Regions from separate parts of the Sus scrofa genome. Here region 1 is linked to region 2. Evidence: chromatin contacts called from public HiChIP or PLAC-seq data. All regions are on one chromosome and are shown on one strand. Each heading gives the region's core, a stretch centred on a gene start, on an enhancer-like site or on the middle of the called end of the contact. The rest is flanking DNA. Distances are from core to core; before and after follow the strand shown.

Region 1 (2,700 bases), core at 79-2,578, 300 kb after region 2:
GTGATATGCATTCAGCAAAATCCGTATTTTGAATGTTGGTCTTTTTCTGTGCTAGTGAGACCCAGTACGATACTCTCTAGCATACTGGGACATGACCACATTGTAAGTGAGGAAAGATCTGTATAGAGTATATAGACATCCACTAAGCTAATTAATGTTAGATGACTGATGTTACTTACAATTACCAATCATTTAGGAGATAGTGTGGGTGTTTCTTACCTTAAATTTACGTAAATGAAATCACAATCTTCTACCTCAAGTTTTCAACCAGTCAACCAGGATTTGTCAAGTACCTGCCAAACACTCAGCATCAGGAAGAGACATGTGCCTTATGAGGACTGACATTGAAACAACAGATTCAAACACGAGTAATAAGAATGGGACTTTCCTTTCCTGTTAATAATCATCAATTCACGTGACAGCGAAAATACTAAGCCCTAACGAACTGTGTCTCACTGGTCATGTTAGAAGGCTATCAGTAGGTTTTAAAAGTAATTATAAAAATGGTTTATTTCCCTTGTTTTATTAACACAGTCACTAGAACTTCGAGCTCAATGTTTCACTTTCCCCAACAGTTCAGCCATTTCCAAGAAAAACAAGCATTTAAAGAGTGGCGCTATAGATAACAAGTGTTATTACCTTGAAATGACTTCTTTATCAGATGGTTTCAGTAAAAACAGAACTTCCAAGCTGTCTACCTGGTTGCCACTTCACATCCGTTAATACAGCAAAACTCTTAATTTTTGCGTCTCACAATCTTCGCCTTTCATTTCGGGGAAAGAGCAGCAGCATGACTCCCGAAGAACCGTGGAACTCCCCCATCAAGTTATGCTAACACAAGATTAGCACAGAGATGACTTTTATGCTTCTCAAGTTCTTTTCTTCCAGACACCTGAGAATTCCAGAGCCAACATTTCCACTTAAAAAAAAAAAAATTTTTTTTTTTTTTAAATAACCGTAGCCAGGGCAAGAAAAGGAAAACAGTATCTTTATTGTGTGTCGTTCTAACAAACATTCACTGTGTGCACATTCCAGCAGAAAGAGACAAAGATCTTTGTTCAAAATATGCTGAAATAAAATAGGTAAACAAACTCCATTATTGAATACACAAAAGGAATGTTAATATTACTTGCTCATAGTTGAGGGTGAAGTTAAAAAAAGTGGGGGGGGATAATCATAGTAATGTTTTGCCAAAATAGCCAATGTAGAAAAAAGGTGCAGGCAACGTGCAGCTCTGAAAATTCTCGAGTGACAGGCTGGATGTAGGGTGGGTAACTTGACAACCTCTCTGCTTCTTGGAACCTCCCGCTGGGAGCACTCCCACAAGTTCCAAACCCAGCTTTTTCAGAGCACAACAGCCAAACGGGACTAACTTCCCCATTACTTTTGTGATATTTGGCAAAAGAATAGGATGGTTAAAAAAAAAAAAGTGTTAACCTCCTGTTGCGACAGGTCTGAATCCATTTCTCCCTCGGAAGTAATGAGCATTAATGGTGTACATTTCTAAATTGGAATTTAATCAGAGAGATATCGCTTGAGATTTTAAGCATGAGATACGACATAAGTAATGACATAGCTGGCCTGTAAAGCATTTTTTTCATTGCTCCCCATGGGAACTGAATGAGTGTACACTCAACAATGTTCTTATTTCCCAACATGGGCCTCATGACAACTGCTCAAAGAACTTCACAGGCTCAAATGATAGGTTCCAATGCATTTTTGCTTCTGCTCAAGTGGTCACATAAGAACTAAACACAGTATATATAAACTTTGTCCCCACCACTTTCCTGTCTTTACAAATATAAGTCATTTAGAAACCAAAACCAAACAACAATAACAAAAAAAAAAGAAAACAAAACAAAACAAAACAAAACAAAAAAGAAACCAAAACCAATTCTGAGAGACAGAGGCAAGGACATTCGGGCCCCCGCACTAGCATCCCCATTTGGGGGACAGTCAGTTCGCCTCACCTCCTCCCTGGGATCAGCAGCCATTACACGTACAGAAGGGTGGGTGGCAGCACTGAGTCCTCCTTGGGAATAAACAGCCAAACACCCCAGAGACCCCCCAGGAGGCTCTGCCATCCAGCAGGGACTGGCTCCACTGGCTCTCCAGGTGGGATTCACAACCTAGCAAAGTTGAGACTGTTTCTCGAGAACTTGAGTCTACTTCTTAAAACAAAAGTCCTTTTTGATGGATTTGGCTCACATACTGTATTACTTTATTGTTTAGAAAAACCTCTGCGAACTCTCACACAAGCTCTCCCTTTCACCTGGCTGTTTCTGTAGGAAGCAGGAAAATAGTAAATGGACCTACAAGTGGTTTTTATAATACAAAGTGACATCACATTAGCAACAGATGAAAAGAAGCCCTGGGTACTGGATGGATTTCATGGATGGTTGAGACCAAGTCTGAAAATCTTTTCCTCTGGCTCTGAATAAAAACAAGTTCCCATATAAACAGGAAAAAGACAACCCATATGAAATAGAAAAGCCTATCTTTTGCATTGATCTTTACCCTAAAAATATCAAAAACACACATTTTACTTACAAATGTCATTCTTTAATGTTTCTTCTAAGCCAGATGTTTTTCATTCCGTTTTGCCAACACACTTTTAATTGACCCAAGTTATCTTCTGGCTTAGTTTCAGCCTGAATGCTCCCTTTCCAGCTCCTCAATACTCCTTTGTCCTTTCTACCT
Region 2 (2,700 bases), core at 151-2,650:
CAACCAGCAACCATGAGGTTGCGAGTTTGATCCCTGACCTCACTCTGGTCAGTGAGTTAAGGATCTGGCATTGGTGAAAATAAGTAAATAAAAATGTTTTAAATCGTTGCAATTTTCACTTAAAATTTTTAAAAAAGTCACTGACTCTACGGAACAGGAATCGAGAACAAAAAAGGAGTGAAGCAGTGAAGTGCTGTTGCATTTTAAGCCATGTACTGCTATTTGAGATTCTAATACATGTGCATGCATTATTTGGGGCATAAATAAAATTTAAAGTCAAGAAAGGAAAAGGGTTCTCTTCAAATCAGGTTACAGGATGATGTCCTCATTTCATTTTTACAAGAGCATCCCATCTGTATTTAATTAGCATAGTGGGTTGAATTGTGGTTCCTACAGAGACACGCGTACATGCTAACCCCTCTGGAACCTGTGAATGGGACCTTACTTAGAGATAGGGCCCTTATAAAGGTAATTAAGTTAAGGATCTCATCCTTTGGGGTGGCCCAGTGCCCCTACAGGCGACAAAACAGACAAGACAGGGACACAGGAAAGATGGGCACGAAGCACAGGTCAGACATTGGAGTCTCACAACCCAAGCCCACAAACGCCTGCAGCCACTAGCAGCCACAAAGACGGAATCTGCAGACGGATCTGGAGCCTGCTGACATAGGGGACACCTTGACTTTGGACTTCTGGCCTTCAGAACTAGAAAGGAATAAACTTCTGTGAAACCATTGAGTTTGTGGTCATCTGTTACACACATAAGGAATTGGAAATAGGAGCGAAAAAGCCTTTTTTAGAAGGTGTGGATTTCATGACAAGAGGCTGAAGCTGGAGGGCCTCTCCAGCAACACATTCTCGGTGCCCCCGACTCCCACATCCACCCGCACATAGGCCCCCCGGGAACTTCCCTTAAGAGATAACCCCTGCACAACAAATCAACTATACTTTAATAAAAGAAGAAGAGGAAGAAGTAATGACCCTTGCAGTCACAGGGGGCTGTGGTCTTGCTGAAGGTGTTGTCCGTTTCTTAATTGTGACTCCAGGTACAAGTCAGAATCCCAAATGCACCATTTCATTACCTTTTAAGAAACAAGTATTTTTCATGCTCTATTCAGAACAGTATGTTGATGCCACTACTAACACAACAGTCGATCAGCCTTTGAGAATTTGAGAACCCTGTTCCAGTGACAAGTGACAGAATGAAGCAAGAAGGGCCACAAGAGATGACACGCAGTCTCCCTCTGATCTTCGAATGAAAGCTTTGCCATCTTCCTCCTCCTCTTCGCCTCCCTTTCCCTTTTCTACTTTGCTAGGCCCTCCCTCCCCTGATTTCTTCCTTTTTCTTGTTGTGACACAGCCACGCCCTGTGTGGCTGTTGAGCCGCCACCAAAAGGGTAGCCACCCTCAGCTCAGAGTTAGACTGTGGCCCAGCCTCAACTACCAGCTGCCAGGGCCTTATCAGCTCTGCCCAAAAGGGAAGAAACAGTGCCCATACATCTTTACTTTTAAATAAGAAACACCCCACCCCGCCCCAAAAAAACTTTCATTGCCTGTAATCCACTGGCTGTTAGAAAAGAAGAAGCTACCCGGCGTTGCCGTGAGCTGTGGCGCAGGATGCAGATGCAACGTGGCTCTGGGGTGGCTGTGGCTGTGGCTGACAGCTGCAGCTCCGATTCGACCCCTAGTCTGGGAACTACCATGAGCCTCGGGTGAAGTCCTGAAATTGAAAAAAAAAAAAAGAAAGAAAGAAAGAAAGAAAAGAAAATATTCACTAAGGTAGTAATTACTGAATCCTTCTCATTAGTGAAATTAAGCATCTCAAGGGCCCACCTGCTAGTTCACAGTTTCCAGAGACATTCAAGAAGACAACAAAGATTTACCAGAGTCCTTTTTGGTTAAAATATTTCAAATACTTGAGCTCAAAAAAGCAGGGTCATTACTTTTCAACATATTCAACTGGGAACAATAGAGGAAACTGAATAACACACAACAGGAGTTCCTGTCGTGGCACAGTGGTTAATGAATCCGACTAGGAAACCTTGAGGTTTCCCTGGCCTTGCTCAGTGGGTTAACAGATCTGGCGTTGTCATGAGCTGTGGTGTAGGTCGCAGACACGGCTCCGATTCCGAGTTGCTGTGGCTGTGGCGTTAGGCCTTCGACTACAGTTCTGATTCGACCCCTAGCCTGGGAATCTCCATATGCCACGGGAGTGGCCCTAGAAAAGGCAAAAAGACAAAAATAAATAAATAAATAACACACAGCAGCCAGAAAAGAAAAGATGGTGGCTACTGTCACCTGCACCAAAATCTGGACTTGATCTCAACAGAACACAGAGGAAAGGATGCATGGTTGATTCTTTGTTATTTTTTATTTTTGTTGAAATATAAATCACAGGCCACGAGCTCACCCTTTCAAAGCATACAATTTAGTGGGATTTAGTATATTCACAGAGCGGTACAACCATCCCCATTATGAAATTCCAGAGCAGTTTCATCAACCAAAAAGAAACCTCACACCCACTAATAGTTGCTCCACATTCTTCTTTGCTCACCAGCCCCTAACCACTCATCCACTCTGTTTCTACGGACCTGCCTATTCCGGACATTACAAATAAACAGACTCATGCAACACGTAGTCTTTTGAATCGGGCTTCTTTCACTAAGCATAATTTTTTTAGGGCTCACCTATGCTGCAGCA

The links. HiChIP or PLAC-seq counts read pairs in DNA pulled down with a chosen protein or histone mark.
Region 1: an H3K27ac HiChIP or PLAC-seq map of alveolar macrophages shows a contact between it and region 2. The contact joins two enhancer-like sites. A contact is called at or near these places in 1 of 5 promoter capture datasets (fetal liver) and 1 of 2 datasets of contacts at active chromatin or transcription factors (alveolar macrophages).

What each region holds. Positions count from the first base shown.
Region 1 is chr6:17,518,318-17,521,017 of Sscrofa11.1, forward strand. No RefSeq gene overlaps it. Among named protein-coding and RNA genes, the nearest start is that of CYB5B, 38 kb to the right of the region's middle. Within about 2 kb of position 1,329, at least 26 of the 83 cell types and tissues checked have an H3K27ac peak or open chromatin away from gene starts, as enhancers often do. A contact at or near this core is called in alveolar macrophages, where this site is marked.
Region 2 is chr6:17,218,386-17,221,085 of Sscrofa11.1, forward strand. All of the region lies in intron 1 of WWP2 (NEDD4-like E3 ubiquitin-protein ligase WWP2), which reads right to left. Among named protein-coding and RNA genes, the nearest start is that of WWP2, 8.2 kb to the right of the region's middle. Within about 2 kb of position 1,401, at least 6 of the 83 cell types and tissues checked have an H3K27ac peak or open chromatin away from gene starts, as enhancers often do. A contact at or near this core is called in alveolar macrophages, where this site is marked.